Regions from separate parts of the Mus musculus genome. Here region 1 is linked to region 2. A link is a contact called in public promoter capture Hi-C data. All regions are on one chromosome and are shown on one strand. The core of a region is the stretch at or near the end of the contact, and the rest is flanking DNA. Distances in the headings are between cores, read along the strand shown.

The links. Promoter capture Hi-C pulls out the DNA fragments that hold promoters and counts their contacts.
Region 1: a promoter capture Hi-C map of hippocampal neurons shows a contact between it and region 2, with 2.1 times the contacts expected there. The contact joins the promoter of Zfp418 here to the promoter of Usp29 in region 2. A contact is called at or near these places in 5 of 39 promoter capture datasets (cranial neural crest, embryonic stem cells, hippocampal neurons and 1 more), 1 of 484 Hi-C or Micro-C datasets (embryonic stem cells) and 2 of 115 datasets of contacts at active chromatin or transcription factors (craniofacial prominence and embryonic stem cells).

What each region holds. Positions count from the first base shown.
Region 1 is chr7:7,169,498-7,173,058 of GRCm38.p6, reverse strand. It overlaps Zfp418 (zinc finger protein 418), which reads right to left and starts at 1,706. Exons shown (of 4, transcript NM_146179.2): 1 at 1,501-1,706; 2 at 884-922. The coding sequence starts at 1,527.
Region 2 is chr7:6,729,192-6,732,734 of GRCm38.p6, reverse strand. It overlaps Usp29 (ubiquitin specific peptidase 29), which reads right to left and starts at 2,152. Exons shown (of 8, transcript NM_001360502.1): 1 at 1,433-2,152. It overlaps Peg3 (paternally expressed 3), which reads left to right and starts at 2,316. Exons shown (of 9, transcript NM_008817.2): 1 at 2,316-2,477.

The DNA.
Region 1 (3,561 bases), core at 457-2,956, 440 kb before region 2:
AAAAAGCCTTCAGGACACTCCCTAACACCCTAGAGCTCCCAGGGACTAAACCACCAATCAAAGAGTACATATGGAGGGACCCATGACTCCAGCTGGATATGTAGCAGAGGATGGCCTTATTTGGCATCAATGGCATCCTTGGTTCTATGGAGGCTTGATGTCCCAGAGCAGGTGAATGCTAAGGCAGTGAGGTGGGAGAGCTCCCTCACAGAAGCAGAGAGGAGGGGGATAGGATAGGGGGTTTGTGGAGGGGAAACTGGGAAGGGGGATAACATTTTAAAAGTATTAAAATAATAAAATAAAGCTGATTCTGTTTCCTAATCCACCCGTATTCAAGGATAAACAGCAGCCTTCAGCAATCAGGATGTCTCCATGCTTAATTTTCCCCAGAGTTGTAGATCTGTGTGACTAGCCAGCGGCTGACATTCCCACTATACTACTGGGTTTTGAAATCTCAGTCTCCCTCTTTTTGTATTTATTTATTTATTTATTTATTTATTTATTTATTTATTTATTTTCTCCCAGTATGCATATGTATGTGAGTGTACAAGTAGAAAAGCAGGGCACAATTTTCAGGAATCAGTTCTCTCCCTTTATCATGTAGGTTCTGGGGACTGACTTAAGTACTCAGGCTTGGTAGCAAGTGCCTTTACCAACTGAGCTATCTTATCAATCACTCATTCTTTCTTAGGGTCTCACCATGTATCCCAGGCTGGCTTTGAACGTGCCTTGGTCCTCTCTAGTGTTCAGACTCCAGGGATATGCCTCCATGCTAAATGTTACATTCCATTCTTAAGAACCCCCACAAAAATGAATTCCACTACCAACGTGAGGCAAGAAGTGTGGCCACACTGGTGAACTTACTAGAACACCCCACACTCACCTGTATACAGACCATACCCTTTTCTGTAGATCTGGGAACCTGTGGGAAGAAAGTTGTAAGAATCAAAGACCATGGTAAGTTTTCATGGACCTGGACCCCTGTCCAGTCCTGAATCTTCATAACCTTTTATATCTAAATTATCTCTAAACTATGCATAGTGCTGAGTCATAGCAGCTGCGGGATGTTGCACAAAGCTTTATTCTCCTGAGGGCTCCATATTATTCTCTTCCAGCCCGCTCTAACTCTGTGCAGCTTTTGGAATATTTTGAATAACCTCTAGCTACATTTATCTTCCATTCAGTCCCGCTGGCTCCTCCGTAGTGAGGGCATAGTTAATGCACCTCACCTTGCCGTTTTTTTAGGCTGGAATGCTCCCGGTTAAAGTGGCCAAACGTGATACTGCCCACACAAATCAGTCAATCACTCTTCTCTTGGTCCCACTCTTCCATGCCTCATCAGACTAGTTACGAGAAATGCGGATCCCATCCACGAGCTTGGCACTGTTCTGGACACAGGGATTAAGTTTTTCATAAGGATGTGAGCTGAGCGGGAGTCCTCAAGGGGCTCTAGGACTCAAAGTATCTAGGGAGAGGGAGCGCCTAGTATGTGGCACTTACCTGAGCCAGGTGCTTCAGCGCCGCCATCCGGCTCTGTAGAGTACGCAGGGGCCGGTGCACGGCCGCCGCGGCTGATGATGGTCTGCTTGGCCGACACCCAGTGCCTGTTCGCTCTCGTACCTTTAGTCTAACTTGCTGATTTTAAAGCTCAGAATCCTCCAAATACCAACCCATGGACAGTTAAACCAAAGACAGGACAAAATGCAGGAAGTACCGCCCAATGTCTGTCGACCTTCCCAGGCAGAAACTGCCCTCTTTGGCTCAGCAGTTTGCTACTCTGCTCTTGGCATTGTGGGTAATGTAGTTCCTACTGCTCAGGCTTGAACCAACAGCAGCCCATAATCCATCCTCACAATGATCTTAATTTGTTTCAGAATATTTCTGCAGTAAAGGAAGAGTGGGGATTTTATTTGGGATTTTATTTGGGGGAACCTATATGTATTTATAAAGGAAAACACTCCAGATGCAATGCTGACACATCTCTGACCATGCTTAGTGAAGAAATATGTTGCTACTTATGGAAAGATATTCGACACACTGTAGCATGTTTTAAATAGAGATAATTTAGCCCAAATTTTGAAAGTTAAAACAGCAGACAGGAAAAACTTTTCGAGCCTCTCTTGAGAGGTTTTGTAAGCCACTCTGCATTTAGAATGAGTGAGTTAAATATAGAGTAAGCCAAATTGAAGAATAAATATGAAGAAAGAAATACCAAAACATCTAGTTGGGAGAAAATATCCAGCAAAAACCAAACAAGGCAGCCATCTGTGAGTCCTAATGGGGGAGATCCCCCGCAGAACAATGTCCTATCAGGTAACTTCAGGAAAGAACAAGGAGCACCATAAAGGGACAACATCATCCAATCAGGTATTCACAGCACTAGCAGAAGCTAACAGGGTGGGGAGGGCAAGGTGAGGCAATGACGGAGTTCCTGACTGAGCTTTCTCCCCAGGCATGAGCTTCCTATGGCTGAATTGTTCTTTTTCAATACAATAACTTATTAATGTATTATTTGTTTCTTTGTTTTAAGACAAGGCATCACTTCATAAGCCTGGCTGGCCTGGAACTCACTATGTAAACTACGCTGTTCCCTAACTCATAGGGATCCTCCTGTCTCTGGAGTGCTGGAATTAAAGGCATGGGCCATCACTCTGGGCACATTACAGAGATTTTTATATCCTAGGAGAAACAGTAGTAAATTTTGTTAGAAATGTTCACTTTATACCTGTTCTGAAGGACACACAATTTAACATTCAGGCTGTTTTGCTTTTCCCTCTGAATGAAAATTAAGACACAATAGCTCCAGGGTATGGTGGAAGAGGAAATTTTTATTGTAGATGTAAGGGAGAGTATAGACTGAGGCATCTAGAAAGATTCAGACAGACCAAGAGAGAGAGAGAATTCAAGGGAAGAAGTGAAGAGAAGAGACAGAGACAGAGACAGAGACAGAGACAGAGACAGAGAAGGGGTAGGGGGTAGGAGCAAGCTGATCAAGAGAGGCAAGAGTAAGCCAAGAGATCCTGTGGCTGAGGAAAGAGAAATTGAGGGAACTTAAGGGAGGTCCCTGGGTTAGCGTAGGGTGCAGAGTGAGAAGTGCCTACAGGAGCAAAAGGTACTGGCTGAGACTAGAGGCCAAGCAGACAATAGTATTCTTATAGCCCCTTGTTTCTCTGGGACTTGACACCCTCTTCATCACAGAACTTGAGAAGGGAGCAGCTCAACTCCAGACAAGGGACTTCAGAAAAGCACTTCCAAGGGAGTGCTTTTTCTAAGTTGACTTCAAGAGCCTCATCAAAGAAAAGTTTCATTGGATGATGTATGGGTGTGGATGTGTGTGTATGTAGGGGGGTGGTAATGGAGATCTGATATCTTGCACAGGTTATGTATTCACTAAATCACCTTTTAAAGAGAAAGTAAAGGTTTTGGTTCCCAGACTCCACTGAGACTAGTCTGCACAGGTGAGAGTGTGGACTACAGAAGATAACAGCTTCTGGGACAGGTCCCATTTCAGGGCTTCACCTTCTGCCAGGAGGCAAGTCTGAACACCAGATGTCTGTGCAC
Region 2 (3,543 bases), core at 903-3,402:
TAGGTTAGGAAATAGGTGGCTACCTAGGGAGAGGTTGTGTAAGAACGGTGGTCACATTCTTCCATGAGAACATCCAGCTGCTTGGAAAGTGAGTCAAGGAAAAGTAAGCTAAGATAGGGGAAGAGGCCACGCATGTAGAGAACCATACAGTGTCACCTGAGATGAGAGACAATAGACAGGTTGTTGTTACTGTTGCATTTCAGATGTTCAATCTCATTGCCAGCTTAAGCATCAAGAGAGTTGGTGAAATTGTCATACAATTCCAGGGAAATGAAAGAGAAGTCTTCATGACACGTATATGAGCCAAAGACATGTAGTGAGGCTGTGGAGTGGGTGAAAAGAGACTGTGTACAGTTTGGAGCGATAGTAAGCATGGAAAATACTGAGGCAAAGGGGAGATCTTATCTCTGCGGGAGCTCTTACAGCCTACTGACTTCCCAGAGAGCTGATGAGCCAGGACCTAGAGATAAACTGGTTTTGCAAATAGAGAGGGTCCAGTCCTTTTGAGTATGTTAAATTAACACCCCCCAAAGACTTTAACAAGATTTTGGGGGGGGGGTGCCTCCAAAATCAATCACTGTGGGGGTCCTAAGCATAGGCATTGTTTAAACAGCTCTCCCGGGGAGCAGAATGAATAGTCAAAGACCTAAGCATAGTGTTACATTCACTTGCGCGGTATGCCTTGTTCATTCATGTTTTATGCTTATGAATCTGTGTGAGGTGAGAAACCCCATCTCAGGACTGGGGAATTAAAACTGCATACCCTATCCATAAACCCACCACTTCACTATCATCTAGCAAGCAAGCAAGCAAGCAAGCAAGCACGGCTAAGTCTTTCAGTATAAATATAAAACTGAATCCGAGGTATCAGATTAGCTATGCTCTTAGGTAAAATCGCTTTTAACCCATGGACCACGGTCTTGCATTTTTTCCTTTAAAATTAAAACAGTGCATTTTACGTGTCTAATAAAAAATACAACCCGGAGTTTTAGCAGACACACAAAAATACAATTTGTGGATTTACTGGAATTCAAATCTGTTCTGCAGAGTACATTCTTAGTCATAAGAAAAGATGCTCCGTAAATACCCCTGTAATTAGTCTTTCACACACCTGTGCTTATTCCCTTAAATTTCTTGGCAGTGAAATGGTTCCATCAATAGTACATTAACAAACTTTTAATAATTCATCGATTTTACTGCCAGGGAAGAAATACCATTTATCTGCCAAGGAAATTCATGGGCACAGAGAATAAAGCCAAAATCATCTTTCTGTAGTCTGTTCTCCCCTCCCCCATTCCTTTTCCTAGAGGTAACCAGTTAAAAATTTTTTTTTTGCAAATTGTTCCAGAAGCTTTGCCCACATTTGTATATTTTTTAACAAAGAAATAAATGAGAGAGAAAGAAAGAGAGAAAGAAAAAAAAAACCACTTACCATTTCGTTTCTACAAACTTCGGCAACGGGTTTTATTTCATTGGGATCTATTCCGATCCAGGTCCTTTATGGCAGCGATACCTCCGTTATTTTTCCTGGTGACATAGGAATGTCTTCTATCAGAGGCAGGCTTGGTAATCTACCTGCTTGCTCTCCTCGCAATTTCTTGCTATTCTATGCAGTGGATTCACGCAATGATGGTTGACCACATGCGATTCAGCGCGCTGCCATAAACCGCCTTCACCCGGTATCTCAGGTTGGCGTTTCGCTATGCAGACAGTCAGGTCAAGATTCTTCCAGCCATTTGCATTGTCCTGTGACTTGCGGTCTCTTTTGCCCCCTTTTTTGCTTTGCTTTTGTCCTTCCCTTGTTGGTTTCCAATAGCTCTTCGTTTATTAAGGAAATTAGCTTAGTGCTTGGGTGTTGCAGGCAGAAAAGTCCTTTCTTCCACCTTTATCGTTCGTGGTTAGACCTCAACGTATGTGTTTCTGTCTCGATTTTTCATGGTTTTTCTTTTTTCCCGATTTTAGACAAATATATGCTTGTCGTTTTTCCCTCTCTCTCTTCTCAGGTTTTGCATTGGGGCATCATTAGTAGGTATTTCTGATTCACCCCGATTTCTTTTGGGGGGGCTGCATCCCTTCACACCCACATCCCATCCCCCTTTTCCAGACTCTGCTTGGGGGCCCCTAACACTGACTCCGTTGACGTCAACTCCGTGCCTTGGCGCCAAGCTGTTGCCTTGACAACAGCAGTCTGATTGGCAGGGTGTGGGAGGCGTGGTGAGGGCCCAAAGCGGGGAATGGGGTCTTGGATTGGTTAGAGAGGAAGCTCCGCCTCTGCAGAGGACCCTGACAAGGAGGTGTCCCGCAGCCCTTGCTGCAGACGCTGGGGAGTCAGGAGTCGCGGGAGGACGAGCATCGGAGGAGAAGCGGAGAGATGTCCACCCTGGGCTGGTGGCGCCGCCGGGCGCCCGGTTCAGTGTGGGTGCACTAGACTGCCGACCCTGGTCGGGGTGTGTGCGTAGAGTGCTGTGCTCCGGGAGGTGAGTCAGCCGGCCACCTGGCTGCTCTGCAGCATGCACCCTCTTAGATACCGTCTGCAGAGTTCAGATGGTGTTTGGGGTGCGTTGCCGCGGGCCAGGGGCGGCAGACCATATCACGGCTCCCAAGGGTAACTGACAAGGCTGCAGACTGCGCCTTCGGGAAGGGGGAATCACCACGGAGCGGCCGTGTTGCCGCAGGGATGCCATTTAGGTGACAGGGATTTAAAGAGGTATTCTATAGGTCCAGGCCTCGGAGCCTCAGGGTCCCGCGATCTTAGGGTCTTAGGGCTTTAGGTGTGAACCACCCAGAATCCCGGGAGAATCCAGGCTCCCTGTCTCATCTGCGTGGCCAGCCACGCAGATGATGCAGAAGTCCTGTTACAAGACCACCACAGTGGACATCAGAGTGCCGTCTCTGAGCAACCTCTTCTGTGGTTTCATTTTCTTTGCTCAGCAAAGTCTAAGGGCTATGCGGTTAACCCGATCGCCAGGTCGTCTGGCTGGCAGGGTCTTCGCAATCTAGCCATCTACCGCTAAGCGCGGCACTGTTCTTGGGGGCGGGTCTTGTTTTGCCGCAGTGGCGGTGGGCGGGGCTGAGGGCAGCTTAGGGGCGGGACTAAAGCAGAAGCTGTGAGATACTTTTCGGCTCCACCCAGTTGGCGCCATCTTGGAGGGTGGAGACAGGTTTGCTGCACAGGCTTATCCTGATTGGCTGCCTATGGTGGGGGCGGGGCCATGGCGGACTCAGCAGGCCCAGCCCGCTTGGCGCCATCTTGAAATGACCGCGGATTTGCCGCGCAGGCGCCGCTTTAGCATCAGATAAAGAGACTAAAAGGCCGAAGTGGCTTGAGTCTATGGGGTGCTAGCTCCTCTGGCTCTTCCTTTGCTAGTTGGCAGTAAAGATGCACCCCAGTTGTCGGCTTATCTGACTGGCCGAGTGGCCTAGACCCTCACTCAGTCTTAGTTTGCCGCACGAATGCTGCCATCTCGCGGCCTTCCATTTAAAGGATGGAACGGCAGGCTCAAACAATCCATTTTTCTGTGGCTAGATTTTGGTTGCAGAGCC